2 separate regions of the Columba livia genome follow, and region 1 is linked to region 2. Evidence: chromatin contacts called from public Hi-C data. All regions are on one chromosome and are shown on one strand. The core of a region is the stretch at or near the end of the contact, and the rest is flanking DNA. Distances in the headings are between cores, read along the strand shown. Region 1 holds the start of HOXA9 (homeobox A9). Region 2 has its middle 110 kb from the start of NFE2L3.

The links. A called contact is a pair of places that touch in the nucleus more often than the background predicts.
Region 1: a Hi-C map of crop shows a contact between it and region 2, with 5 times the contacts expected there. The contact joins the promoter of HOXA9 here to the enhancer-like site in region 2. A contact is called at or near these places in 2 of 2 Hi-C or Micro-C datasets (crop and liver).

The regions. Positions count from the first base shown.
Region 1 is chr2:36,340,410-36,344,705 of bColLiv1.pat.W.v2, reverse strand. HOXA9 (homeobox A9) reads left to right here and starts at 1,863. Exons shown (of 2, transcript XM_005513503.3): 1 at 1,863-2,806; 2 at 3,867-4,296. The coding sequence starts at 2,257. The coding sequence ends at 4,105.
Region 2 is chr2:35,696,567-35,701,257 of bColLiv1.pat.W.v2, reverse strand. No RefSeq gene overlaps it. Among named protein-coding and RNA genes, the nearest start is that of NFE2L3, 110 kb to the left of the region's middle. Within about 2 kb of position 1,462, at least 3 of the 3 cell types and tissues checked have an H3K27ac peak away from gene starts, as active enhancers do.

The DNA.
Region 1 (4,296 bases), core at 614-3,113, 640 kb before region 2:
AATAAAAATGCAGGCGCGTTCTTTTAAACGTTATTGTTATTGTTATTCATTTGCTATTATTTTTGGTGAGTAACCAAAAAAATGAAACGCGCTGCAAGTTGAGAACCCAAATTCGAATATAAACATCCAGGACTCCCGCAGCTAAGATTATTTTTTCTGAATGGAGAAAGGAAGTTCTACAATCACATTTCACCACAGCTGACTCTTAATAATAAATACAAATGACGTCGAGTTCCGTCGTTCCAGGAAAGAAATACAATTATTTTTTTCTATTACGGCGTGTCTATACAATGGCCACAAAAAAATAGGAGAGGAGAGCTTTATTTGCATTTTTTAAATTGTTAGAAAATAATCGGCTTCTTGTTTGTGGAGATCTTGCAACTGTTCCGTAATTTTTGAACTCTAATGGGGGATAATAGCTTCATTATGGGCCTTCGTAATCCTGAATGGAGGAGAGAGCGTTGTTAAAATAGGATCTCTGTAAGATTTCGGATTAAACTGTTGGGAAGACATGAAAAGAAAAAGAAAGAGAGAAGGAAAGAGGGGGAGAGAGCGAGAGAGACAGCCCACATAGCGATGTAAAACTAATTAAAACCACACTTTCGCATGAACACTATTTACACATGATTTTAATTATTACTCGGCAGTCCTGGGCTCTATTTTCAATAAAAGATATTTCGAGTAAATTGAGCCTGTCGCGTAGGTTTTTTTTTGTGCCCCCTGCATCCCATTGACCGCGCTCCTTCGCCTGCCACAGGGATAAACAGCTTGAGTGTCCGCCGAAGAAAAATCAGGCAGTCACAAGCGTGTTTGCAAAGCGCTCAGGCACGACTTTAATTCCTAACACTGGACTTGGATCTGGCCGCCTCTCACTCTCCCCCCGCGCACCCTCCCCTCCTTCTGCGGCGCACTGTAACCCTCCGCTCGGTTTCCGACGCCGCTAGCGTGGGTCCTGCAGCCAAAGGAGGTGCCACCAACAAATAACTATATTTGCACATAAATTTGATTCACCAGAATGCCGGACGGCCGACTGCGAGCGCCCCTTTGATAGCCGCCCTGAGAAGCAGGGTGTCTTTCGGCAGCGGGGAGACGGGGCTTTTTCTCCCCTTTTCCCCCGCTGCTTCTCTGCATAGTTAAAGAATTAATCGTAGTGATAAATACCGCCTCGCGGCTCTGCCCGTTCTCCCTCCCGGCCAGGACGGCGGCTCCGCTCCGGCCGCGGCCTCGCCGGCCAGCCCAGGCTCCTCTCCCCGGCCTAGTGAGGGGGTCCCCGGCCGCTGCGGCCCCGTCCAAGGGCAGGGCCGGGCGAGCGGGCGCGGCAGTGCGGCAGGGAGGACGAGAAGGGTGTTTCGGTCACTGCCGCTCTCTGTCCAGCGGGGTGGGGTGGGGAAGTGCAGTTTGGTGCCGGCCAGCCTAAATACCGAGCCAGCGCCTGCCCCGGTTCTTCTCCGGCCGGAGACTCGGCTTCGGAGTTTCGGAAGGTGGATACGTTGAATTTGACTTTCTGCTGCCAGCTCTCTGCGTCGAACGGAACGGTATTGTTTATAGTGAGTTCCCAAACTAAACACAATAGTATAATTTAACCTTTCCAAGCACTCGTAAATTTTTACTGCCGTGAAACACAGCGATGCAAATGAGCGCGCTCGTAGTTACTGACTTAATAACAACCCTGTGGCTCCCGAAACAATAACTCCTTATGAAATATAATAAATATATATTTAAATACAGTATACCGCAACTGCTATTTTGCTTTTTTTTATTGCTTCAATTATTGTATAATTTTATGTGAAGGTCTCCGATCACAAGGGTGTGGGCTTTTTTTTTTTTTTTTTTTTTTTTCCGAGGGGAACACGACCCACTGATGGGATGATTAATTATGATATAAAATAGTCCGCTTAAACGAAAAAAAAAAAAAAGAGGAGAGAGAAAGAGGGAAGGGGGGCTGTAATACGGAATCTGATCTTTTAATCTCAGTTGGCCGCAATTAAAACAAACCCCGCCGTATAACTCCAATATCCCTTTGCATAAAAACATATGGCCTCGCTATAAAAATTATGGCTGGAAAACACTGACCCATTAATAGCCCGCGGACTGATTTATACTTTATTGTTCTGCTCCCCCGCCACGTGACCGGGGCAGCCAATGGGCGCCCGGGCTGCCCTCAACTTATTACTGACTCTACTTCTCCGCCAGCACCAAGTTGTTACGTGAAACCCGCAGCCCCGAACCGCGGCGGGTCCGCCGCCCGCGCCCGCCATGTCGGCTCCCGGGACCCTCAGCAATTACTACGTGGACTCCTTCCTGGTGCCGGAGGGGGACGAGCTGGCTGCGCCCCGCTACGCCCCCGCCCCGCTGGGGCCGCCGCCACCGAGGCCGGCGGCGCTGGCCGAGCACCCCGAGCTGGCCCCCTGCAGCTTCCAGCCCAAGGCGCCCGTCTTCGGCCCCCCCTGGAGCCCCGCGCACCCCGCCGGCGCCAGCGGCGTCCCCGCCGTCTACCACCCCTACGCGCACCACCAGGCGCCCGTGGCACCGCCCGACGGCAGGTACATGCGTTCGTGGCTTGAGCCTGTGCCGGGCTCCTTGTCTTTCCCCGGGTTACCTACCAGCAGGCATTACGGCATTAAACCTGAACCGCTGGCGGCCAGGAGGGCTGACTGTACCACGTTTGACACTCACACTTTGTCTCTCTCTGATTATGCTTGTGGTTCTCCTCCAGTTGATAGGGATAAGCAAAGCCACGAAGGTGCATTCTCTGAAAGCAATGGAGAAAGTGAGGCAAACGGAGAGAAACCGCAGATCGATCCAAGTAAGTGGGACTGCGAGGGTAATGGACTTCAGGGCGCTGCGCCGGCCGCGGGGAGGTGTCGAGGCGCTGGGGCTAATTACGCGGCCGAATACCGGCTGCTGCCGCCGCTGCAGCTCGCCCTGGGTCTGCGATCTCCAAAAGCCAGCGCTGCCCTTCGCAGCTCGGACGGGATTTAGGATGGCTCGGGATTTCCAGACTGGAAGGAAAACAAAATCCTACCTTACAACTGCAACGTAAAAAAAAAAAAGAAAGGCAAAATCCGCCCATTCCCGCACTAGCCACCCCAGCAGACTCTGCAGGATGTGCTCGCATCCTTCCGCCTCGCCGCGCTTCCAGGCGTGGGCAAACGCCGAGGAGAGGGTGCCTAGAAAGCATTGGATGTGAATCTGGTCCTTATTTTGTGTGACGGCTCGCAGGCCGGGGCGGCTATTGCAGGGCTGAGGGCAGAAACCTCGCCGTTGACTTGGTGTCTCCCTCCCACCCCCTTCGTGGAAAACCCGGGGCTGGATGCTCCCAGGGCTGCGAAACTGGTGGCAGAGCGCCTCGGGATTGCTACCGCGATTAACGCCGTGAGAATTAGGGTCCTAAACCGGCGAGGTTTTAATTATGCCAGCTGTAGATTGACTTGCCAGCTCCCTGGGTCTTGCCAGTGATGACACGGGAGAAGGTCGAAATTAAAAAGTGAAACAATTTCGATGACATGCTGGTCTGGCTGGTCACTCCCCGGGCTGGCAGTTTGAGGGGGGTGTGTGCGTGGGGAGGCCAAGAAGGAGGGAGGGAGCTAGCATAGAGAGAGGAGGAGAGAGTATTATAAAATTGCATCCCACTAACAATAAAAAAGCCGATGGGAGGCGGGGGTGGCGGGGCTTTGCAGCGTGTGTTTGCGTGTGACCTCTCCATGCGTCTGTGTTTTGGAGTCCGTTGTGCCTCACCGTCCTCTGTGCCTTGGAAAATGAGAGCCACGTCCTAAACCCCCAAATCGGAACACCTAAGCGGGTCTCTCCTGTAGCCCCCTCCCTCTCCCCCCGAGTCTGAACTTCTCCTGTTGTTTTCGTTGTAGATAATCCAGCTGCAAACTGGCTCCACGCAAGGTCTACCAGGAAAAAGCGATGCCCTTACACCAAGCATCAGACCCTTGAACTGGAGAAGGAGTTTCTTTTCAATATGTATCTTACTAGGGACCGCAGATACGAGGTGGCCAGACTTCTCAATTTAACTGAGAGACAAGTGAAAATCTGGTTTCAGAACAGGAGGATGAAAATGAAGAAAATCAACAAAGATCGAGCGAAAGATGAATGATGGCGACACGTGGGTTAAATTGCAAATGCTTAAAGTGAAAAAAAAAAAAAAAAGGAAAAAAAGAGAAAAAGTTAAAAACAAAACAAAAAAAATCCTCCCCTTGAGCCCTGCCATGCAATGCGTCTGGGTCCAGGCCTCACTTTTCTCCCCATGGCAAATTCTGATTATGATTGTACTTTGATTGCCACAGA
Region 2 (4,691 bases), core at 213-2,712:
CACGTTTATGGGCTAAAGCTGCAAAGATCACAGGCTTCAGGTTTTTTTGCCTTCGGTTTAAAGCCTGTCCCGGCACGGGAAGTCATTTGATAAACCTTTAAGCTGTATTTCATAATCTTTACTGCTTTATGGAGCTTTCCAAATCTTTAACACGCTGTAACCTTTTCAAGACAGATTGCCAGACAACATTTCGGTGTTAGGTTTACTTAATGTAGTTCTTGCGAGGAAGTGAATTTTCACGGTTCCGTATTACCGCCGGGCACCCCTCCGCACCCCGCCCCCTCCCCCGGCCCCGTGGAGACGTCGTCTGCAAAGATTTATTAAACCTGTTGATTTATAATATCTCCCGCACGAATTTTGATCCATCAGATTACAGCCGACGCGGTCTCTGAGGCTGCCAGTGGTGAGGGGCGCTTCGGGTGCATATTCCTCCGATTAGCGCTTTCATGGAGGGGAGGGAAATTATGATTTATTGCCGTGTTCATCCGTTTAGGAAGCGAAATTAACCCCAGAATGCCTCCATCCCTTTTGAAGTTCACGGTTTATTTTCCTTACTGTACAGAACGTGGATCAAAGGCTTGAAACGCCCTCTTGTGTTTACTTTATTTGCAAGAAAAAAAAGAAGGAAAAAAAAGGAAAAAAGGAAAAAAATCAGAACTGTTTCGGGCAATTCAAGTATCAACTCGCCGCCGCAGCGGAAACGCAACACCCGTCACGAGCTGCGGGAAGACCCCGTTTCCAGCCCTCTGTACCCCCCATCCGTGACGAAGCGGTCCCTGCCTTGCGATGTCAATCAGCCCCTCTTGGGGGCTGTTCCAGCCTCTTATTTCTGTCGTAAACAAGGGCAGGACACACTTTTTTTTTTTTTTTCTGTAAAGACGCATAAAAAACCTCCTGCTAAGCTGGCTGCCTTGCACCCACCTCTGGGGTGGCAAGGCAGCCCGGCGGGGCCTCAGGGGCTGCCAAGGCCACTTTACCACCCACCCCCCCGCAGAGTAGCCGCTGCTATTTCTGCTCGCCAAAACAGCGGGGCGCGTCTGCGCGGGGAGGGCGGAGCGCAGGGCCGCACGGGACCGTGGGGACCCGCCGTAGCGCTTTTGGTTCTGTCTCGCAGTCGCGTCCCGAAGCGCGTAAATCACCGGCTCCGCTCTGTCCCAGCCCGCCCGCTGATTGGTGCTCGCCACAGGTGACGTCAGAGGACGTGGATGACGGACAGCGCCCGGCCGTGACGCGTGGCGGCTGGCCAGCGCCGGGGCTGCGGGGAGCAGAGCCGGCGCGGTGGGCGGCTGGGTCTGGGGCACCGACGGCTGGTCCCCCCGGGAGGGTCAGCTCGGAGCCCTCTCGCCCAAACGCGCCGCGTCTCGTGTGTACAACAAGTGAGCGGCTACCGATTGTTTTTACACCCGCGTCATTTTTCCCGCTGGAGGACCCAAGCTCGGTGCTGCCGCGCACAGAGGAGTTCTCTTCGGCGGGGGGCTGTTAGGCGGCCTCCCCTCCTTGAGTTTCTCCTGCGGGGAGAGGCCGGGGCACGGCGGGGGATCTCCCGCGCCCCCGACTCACATCCCATGCGGAGACGGGGGGTTACGTGCAGTGCCAGCTGCGGCGACAGGGGCCCAGGGCTGTGCCTCTTCCTGCTGTCGGAGGAGCCGGGCACACGGCACTGACACCACACGCGCACACGCGGGGGTATTTCAGCACTGGGTTATTCTGCTTCTGTACGAATTTTGCCCGTGGAACCCGTACATGCCTGCCTGGCAGCTGCAGTTACTTGTCACGCGTGGGAATAGAGAGCTGGCCCTCCGCAGAGCATCACACAAGGCTGGGGAGGCGTTAACGAGTGGCGCCGTTATTACGTGCAGTGACTCCGTGTGACCGGCAGACGCTGCTGTGTCTCCCACGGCGGACCCGCGCTGCCGCCCGCCCCTCCGCGGCGCGCCCGGCATGCAAATTCCATCTGATTGACACCCCTGCAGACAGCCAATGGCACGGCACCCGGCGAGTCATTGGCCGGCGAGCCTTTGACGCCATAGCTGACGCAAGTGAATACGTTGACCAATCGTCGCTGCGTATGCAAAGAGAGGGGGGCACGGAGGGGGGGACTGTAGAGGCGGGGGCGTGCGCCGCCCCGTGGCCGCGCGGGGCGCTGCAGCGGCGCGGAACGGCCGGGTCCGGTGGCGGCGGCCGCGATGCGGGGACGCGGCTCCGCAGCGGGGCTTTGCACCGGGCTTCTGAGGTCGGGGTTGCCCCACGGGCCGCAGCGGCCTGGCGGGCAGCGGGGGGACCCCGCGGGCAGCCGGGTGCGCCACTTGTCTTTTTAATTTTTTTGGGTTCTAGCACTTTTTCCACGTCTGCCCAGGAACGAAAACTTGTAATTAAATAGGCAACGAAGCTCACGGGCACCCGGGGAGCTTCCCTATTCCCCTCCGCTCCGAATTTTATATACAGCGAATTTCCTTTCCTTGGCCAAAGGAAGCGGCGTTTTATTAAAGTTACTTAAACACAGAAAACCAGCGCCGCAGCGGGGTTTCTTTCCTTCCTGGAAGGGACCGGAGCAAAGCGCTTCAGGGGGCTATTTCGGTGACAGCTCGGGAGCGGGCGTCCCCGGCCCGGGCTGAGCACGGTCGAACCGCAACCGCCCGGCGCGGCCGAAGCCACCACTACCGGAGCGGGCTTTGGGGTTGCCCGGGGCCGCCTCGGCCGGCGGCGAGCCCCAAGCCGGAGGCTGCAGTATTGGGAGCACCTCCTGGAGCACCATCACCGCCCGAACAGGCCAAAACCCACCCGTCAGGCGGGCCCGCATCGGGGCCACCCCCATTAACTCCTGTGCGGGACAGAGAGCGAGGTCCGGCCCCGAGCTCCTTCCCCAGCCCTCTGCGGTAAGGGAGCCCGAAGCGGCAGCCCGGTGTGTCTGCGACTTATCGAAGAGCTTCGGATGTGGTCAAATTCCCCATGGATGTGGCCAAGGTCCCCACTCTGGGAGTGCAAAATATACACGCATATACACATACACGGGTACGGGTTTGTATTTCATGCGTGTAATTTTACGTGTAAAAAAACCATAAAGTTATCCCCTAAAGAACGTTCCCGAGCCGACGGGCTCAGTTGAGCTGCGGCTTTTCTTCTCCTTCTTGCCCGCAAGCCCCGGGACTGTCACAGCAAGTACCGTCGCCGCGGCCACGGCTGCTCCCGCCAGCACATCCAGCCGGCGCTCCCCTCGGGTCCTGCCCCTCTTTTCATCCCGCTTTCGCGAGGTTCGCGTTTTTCCCTCCTGGGGAGCTCACAGTCCTTTCGTTCAGCTGTTTAAATTTTGTTTTAGCAGATGAGGCACTCTGAGGCCACTGCATATAGTTTGCAATTTAAACAACTTTTATCTGGAGTAAGAAAGATCACGCTACACCGCTGCGCGGCATGGCAATAATGCACAAGGGTGAAACGACACTGCGTCTATGTGCACCTCTCAGAGTTGGACTGTGACGGATTACAAATGCTCATGTATGTGGAAAAACGCTTGAGTTTAGTGCTCAGCATTTGGAAATAATCTCATGAAAAAAATAAAGATGATGGTTGTATGTAGCAAGGAAAGAATTTTTTTTTTTTTTTTTTTTTTTTTTTTTGGGGAGGGGGTATTCTGCTTTTGTGGCTAGGAAAAAAAGAATAAAATCAATGCTGTTTGTTTGATGGTCCACGACAGTTTGTCCTGCAGTGACTCAACACATGAAAAAAGTTTCTCTTTCTAAGACAAGGGTGAAAAAAACACATTTGCAACCACAAAGCAATTTTACCAATGTCTCCTTTTGTATTGTGTGGCTGGAAAAGAGGCGCTGTGTGTAGAGTTCCCCCCCTTCAAAATCCTAGACATTCCAAGAAGGAGGAAACTATCCTGATTTGTTTTCATTCGAGGTTGTAAAGCAAGACCTGAACAGAATTAGAAATATAACCAACTGAAAGATCTCCCAGCTGTTTAGCTGCTGCTTCTAAACAAGCCTGATCTCTTTTACTCCTTCTCCCCTTCCAGATCTCACTGGTTTGTGGTTTCTCTCTGAGTAAGGAAGGTTCCCTAGAGAATAGCTCGCTGGAATTCACTCCCTCAAGAAATTACTGCATAATTTGGTGAGAAGTGAAAGGGGCCTTGATTCAGGGACGACTCAGGGAAATAGAGATGGCTTCACAGTCGAGGGGAGGTATCTGTTATGGTAACAGGGAGAAACAAATGCCACACTTCAGCTCACAAGCTTCATTACCTAAAGGACTTGGAAAGAATCCCATCTCCCATTCCCAAATAACTGGAAATAATTGACCTTGTGCAAAATTGGTCCCCGCTCCCCTCTTTTGCTGGTGCACCCAGGGATTGCACCAGGAGCCCAGCGGGCCCAGTGGTGATACCCATGTGGTCCCAGATGAACTCCTTAAGGACAATGCTGAACCCAGGCCCCGGGCCTTTACACTAATTTTCTCCCCTCCTCTGCCTAATCCTCTGCCCTGGAGCCTCTCCTGGTTCATCTCCAGTATTCCACCTCATTTCTAGCCGGTTCTTGGACAATAATTTCTTTTTGTTTTAGTCAGACTGCTTTGTACCCTCAGAGTTTTGAATACTAAGACGGTGGTTTCCTTGTCTGTTTTGTTTTCATATAAAGTCCAACAATTACGACTTTAAACTGCTTTTACCACATTGTTTATTTCTGTAGTGTGGG